2 separate regions of the Oryza sativa genome follow, and region 1 is linked to region 2. Evidence: chromatin contacts called from public HiCAR-type data. All regions are on one chromosome and are shown on one strand. Each heading gives the region's core, a stretch centred on a gene start, on an enhancer-like site or on the middle of the called end of the contact. The rest is flanking DNA. Distances are from core to core; before and after follow the strand shown. Region 1 holds the start of LOC4343637 (scarecrow-like protein 23). Region 2 holds the start of LOC4343619.

Region 1 (2,700 bases), core at 201-2,700, 150 kb before region 2:
ACCCTCAATTCCTCTGTCTTTCCCCTATTATCGTCTTGAAGACATGGGCGATCTCCTCGGACAGCACGTTGGAGGACACCCGCTTCTTGGTCGTCGCCAGCGGCGGCGGCGCTCACTCCAGCGCGGCATCAGCCGCATCGTCCAATCCCTCTGGACACGGTGCGGCGGTGGCAGAGCGGCAGGTGCGGAGGTTCCACGGCCGTTGCGGACCCCGCTGAGGCAAACTGCCGACGCCGACGCCGTCAGTGGAGCTGTGGGCGGTCTTCTCCTTGTCCGGCGACGGGGTGTCCGGCACCGCGGGTGGAGGCGATGAGGCGGGGTTCTTGGAGCAGCGGAGGAGGCGGTGGTTGCCCCAGCTGAGGTTGGGGAACGAGAAACGATGGAGCTGCGTGCGCGATGGCGGCGGCGTCCTCGCTCTCCCCGTTCCCTCCCCGCCAGGCCCCGACGCGGCGCGACGGCAGCAGCCTCGTTCTCCCCGTCCCCTCCCCACCAGACCCCGACGCGGCGTGACGACGACGGCGTCCTCGCTCTCCCCGTTCCCTCCCTGCCAGGCCCGGACGTGGCGCGACGGCGGTGGCGTCCTTGCTCCCTCCGTCCCCTCCCCGCGGCTGCGGCGGCGGCTGCTGCTCGGCCTCGAGCGGGCTTTGCCCGAGCGGTTGCTCGCCGCTCTCGTTGGCTCGGGCTGCGCAGAACGACGGGGCGAGGCGGAGCGAGTGGTGGAACGGGAGCGGGAGGAGGCGGGTGGAGGTGGTGAAGAGGATGAGGCGGCTAGTGGCGAAGGCGTCGGCGAGGAGGCCGGACGCAACGAACTGGGCGTGGATCTGGAGGAGGTGGCGCGCCTGAGCTGCCTCGGGTGGTGCGGTGGCTTTAGGCACACACCGTGCCGGCGTGGACTGTCGAGCGAGTGTGGCGGAGCCGCGGCGTGGGACCAGCCTACAGTCAACCTCCGTTGTCCGCCGTGCCATGAACTCCATCCCAGAGAAGAGAAGAAAAGAGTGAGGGGAGAGAGAGAGGAAGAGAAAGGAAGTGAGATGACCTGGGCTCCTGACATGTGGGGCCCACGTGGGTCACACGCTGACTCAGCCGCCACGTAGGACAAAACCAGGGACAAAACCACCGAAGGATCTATTGTGACCGGTTTTGATTAGTTAAGGGACGCCGGATATTCGGTTTTACAGTTGGAGGACGATTTCGTAACTCGATAACAAGTTGAGGGACCTTCGGTGTATTTTTTTCCTTTCCTTTCCAATTCCAAAGCCCCAAAAATGAGCAGAGCCAGACTCGGGGCCGAATGCACGTGAACTTGGCTAATCTCAGCAGGAAAAAGTCCACTTCACCTCTCTCAGCTATAGTTCAAGTCCAATTACAATAGTAAAATCAAATATAGGTGCTCCCTCAACTATGAAACCCGGATCAATTTATCTTCCTTATTGGTTTATAAGGCGGTTTCAGCTAACACGTCAACTATGTGTCACGTTGATTTGGTCTTCATTCATGATGGCAATTACGCGACATTACAATCAGAAAAATAAAAAAAAGAGTAAAAGTAAAAAACTCCAATTGAACCACATGCTAGTGACACTGAAAACAATCCCTCTTTAATCTCTAAAACATGACCAACGTGCCATTCTCCCTCGTGTCTTCTCTCCGACAACAACAATACCGACGTTGATTTGTGCTGCGGAACTCAAGCTCCTCTTTGGAGTAGATCGGAGACAACGGCTTCTCCCTAGCAGTGGCAAGCGGTCCCCACCTCTCAAGCAAGAGAAGTTGCGGGACGTTATCACCGTCTCCGTGAAAAACCGCTGTCTCGATGCCACCTAGATCTGAGCAACTAAGTCATTGGGGACATAAGGAATTCCCTATCCTCTGTCTCATTTTCCCTTTAAGGGAATTCATCGCCGGGGTGAGGCTTGGAGACAATTGTCTCCACTGCCACTATCTTTTCCACACACTGTTGCCACCATGTAGGATAGCTTGAGCTCTGCCACATCGCTGGGATTATCCTGTCCACTCAGGCCTCCTCGATACTACCTCCATACTCGTCTGTAATAACAGTCACACGGAGGATGAACAGCAAATAAAGGCAAATAGGCACACTAAGCGGCACACACGGTCCGCACTCACCATCACTTCCCCTAGAGAGATGGGAGAGGGAGGAAGGAGGAAGGCTGCGGAGAGTGGAAGAGATATGGAATGAATGGAGAGGTAGAGGAAGACGATGACTAGATCCTATTGTTTTTTATTCTTTTTCTGATTGTGATGCCACCCGAGGTGGTACATTGAGAAAACTGTGTCAACGTGCCCTGCAGGATGAAACGACCATTTAAATTGCTCAGAGAGACAAATGAACCAGTTGGGGAATCTTCATGTCTGGTTTTGTGGCCAAGGGATACTCCCTTCCTCCCATAATATAGGAAGTGGCAAAAGGACAATGCATAGTACAAAATCAATAAGTGATGGTTACGAGAATAAAATAGTAAAACTAAACTAGTAGGTGGGGAAAAGATGCCAGTTGTTAGGGATTAAACTAGTACTCCATCTATTTCATATTATATAAGTCATTTTAAACATTTTATAGTTAAACTCTTTTTAATTTTGACTAGATTTATAAAAACATATAACAATATTTCTCACAAAAATCAAACATATTTAATTTATATTAAAATGAGACTAATTTGGTGTTATATATGTTACTAA
Region 2 (2,700 bases), core at 4-2,503:
TTTGTTTTACTGTTACCACTGAAGTGATTTGTAGTGCATTATGAACATTAAAAATTGTTTCTGAAAGAATCGTTGCCTGTCATCAGTTAACAGTATTTCTTAAATTCTTTTGATACACTGTTGCTGGTATGTTTGACTAGTAATTTAAATGCAGCTGAATAATGCTATTTCTTTTATGCTAATTCTTTCAAGTACTGAGCAGTTGATTAATTACAATTCCTTGCAGGGACATACATTGATAAGAAGTGCCCATTCACTGGAACTGTTTCTATCAGAGGCAGAATCATTGCCGGAACATGCCATAGTGCTAAGATGAACAGGACTATCATTGTTCGCAGGAACTACCTCCACTTTGTGAAGAAATATCAGAGGCAAGTAAACAATTATGGATTCTACTTATGTTTCTTTTCCTTTTTCTGACTTGGGTTGCAGGTATGAGAAGAGGCATTCCAACATTCCGGCTCACGTCTCCCCATGCTTCCGTGTCAAGGAAGGTGACCATGTCATCATTGGCCAGTGCAGGTAAAACTTAACTCCCATACCTTAGTTTTTGACTCCTTAGAATCATCTTAAATAACAGAGGTGCTATTAGTTCAAACATTATCAGTTCACCCAGCTAGTACTATGAGATTTGGTTGCTGAAGTACAATTTCTGCATTTTCAACAGGCCGCTGTCGAAAACTGTGAGGTTCAACGTCCTGAAGGTCATCCCAGCTGGATCCACCGGCGGCAGCGGCGGCAAGAAGGCCTTCACCGCAGCATGAGCTTGTACTCGCATTATTCATGGGTAGTTTATAGACAGATCCTTTTGCTTGAAGTCCTGGCAGGGCTGGTGTTTTGACCCTATCGATTTGGATATTGTTCCCAACAAAACGAAGTCTTATCATCAGAACGTGTTTTATGGAATCTACTCTATGCAAAGTTTTGTTAAGATGCCTGTTAATGCTCGATATGCTGTGATCCTTGATTTTCCTGGCTGGCTATGTGTTGACGCTTGTTTGTTGTGTTTCTTCGAAAGAGTATTGGTGGATATGCTGTGCCTGTGCATGACTGAGATTCTGAATAAGGTTTTCCCAAACCCAAACCTGACCTAATTCAGTTTTTTTGACAAGGCTTGAATCTTATAAGTTTATCAATGGACCTGACATCTTCGCCGCGAGGCGAGGGGGGTGTGGGCGGTGGAATCCGGTGGAATCTGGGCGAGGCGCCACCCGTGCCCCCTCCTCTGACCCCCGCCGCGCGCTGCCTCGTTGCGTTGCTCCATTCCGCCCGCGCCCCCGTGCTCGTGCCAGTGTGGTGTGCGGTGTGCCACCCGCCCCCCTTTCCCAATCCCTCCGGTCTCCCCTGGAAAAACATTTTTTCTCTTCCCAACCACTAACACAGCACCGGCGGCCATTAACGCGCTCCGCCGCCTCCGCCGATCCTCGGCTCCGGCTCCTCCTGCAGACGCGTCCGCCGCAGCGGCCACGGCGGTAAGTTCCTCAGTTGTCCCCTTCTCCGCACGAATCCTAGATCGTTCTGCTGCGTGGGGTTCGGAGGTATCTGCTATCCGATCGCGTGCTCGTGAGATTTGCCTCCGCTTTTGATTGGGAGTAATCCCAGCGAGCCCCCGGCGACGGCGGCGAGCGCTCGCGAAGCTGCGAGTGGAGGATCGAACTGTCGAACGTCATTTCGTCATCAAGCATAGCACGCTTTTTTTTCCCCTAGTCTAGTCGCCGATGCATTATCATTCCCACCCATGCTTCATCGCGCATCTTGTGCTTGTGCCATCCTCAGGCTCCAGTAAAGAGCAACTGCAAATCGTATCGCATCGCGAATCACGCATGACGCGTACATTAGATTTTTCAGTTTTCCCGTTTATGTCCGCTTCCTCGAATTTCCACCCCCCCCCCCCCCTTTTTTTTACCAGCAATCCACGGGAAAGCAGATGCTAAAGCTGGAGTATACTACTTTTCTTGTTTTCTTCCCTCCTTTTGGTTCGTGAGGTATGCATCCAAATTTATGTACGCCTCATGCCTATGCATTTCTCTGTGAGGGACCACTAGGGATCATGCGGGTCATGTTTTTACCCCAAAAGAGAAAATCTGACTTTTTTTTCTCTGCATACAGGATGCTATGAATTTATCAGACCTTTCTTCTTGATGTCATGAGACAGTCCGCCTTTATTCCACATATTTAGAATTTTAGATAGTAGTGCCTTGTGGATAAGGTGAGTTCGCTTGTGCTGTTTTATTTGTTCATTTCTGGTGAAGTATATGCTTGCCGAACTCTCTAAGCTGGCTCAATGCAAAGTAATGAATGATGATACTACCCACTTGATTCCACAGAATGGTAGCGGGAGAGATAGCTGTTCTAAGATGAGACTGCGGTTGCATCTGCTGATTCTTTGCTTGATCATTTTATTTCTGGTTTATAACATGGCGAGTTACCAACATAAACAGACAAAGGTAACACTCATCTACGAAATGTCTCCCTGTAGTTTGCTTGACAGATATGACTGACCTTATTATGGGTTGTTGCAGTTGGAAGCAAAATCCCGTCCATTTGATACAATTACGGTATGTAAACCAATCAGCTCCACTAGAAGGAAAAGAACTTTGTGCTATGTTAATCTGGAAGCATATTTTCATTTGTTGCTGGGACGCTGATTTTGTCTTCTATGTAAATATTTAGGTGTCTGACAAAGTGTCTTCTAAGGTG

The links. HiCAR-type assays count read pairs that join an accessible place to other places.
Region 1: a HiCAR-type map of leaf shows a contact between it and region 2, with 2.0 times the contacts expected there. The contact joins the promoter of LOC4343637 here to the promoter of LOC4343619 in region 2. A contact is called at or near these places in 2 of 4 datasets of contacts at active chromatin or transcription factors (both in leaf).

The regions. Positions count from the first base shown.
Region 1 is chr7:23,033,363-23,036,062 of ASM3414082v1, reverse strand. LOC4343637 (scarecrow-like protein 23) reads right to left here and starts at 1,450. Exons shown (of 1, transcript XM_015789496.3): 1 at 1-1,450.
Region 2 is chr7:22,882,346-22,885,045 of ASM3414082v1, reverse strand. It overlaps LOC4343619, which reads left to right and starts at 1,253. Exons shown (of 15, transcript XR_010742536.1): 1 at 1,253-1,472; 2 at 2,328-2,447; 3 at 2,523-2,558; 4 at 2,674-2,700. It overlaps LOC4343620 (small ribosomal subunit protein uS17), which reads left to right. Exons shown (of 6, transcript XM_015791498.3): 4 at 227-371; 5 at 433-522; 6 at 668-937. The coding sequence ends at 764.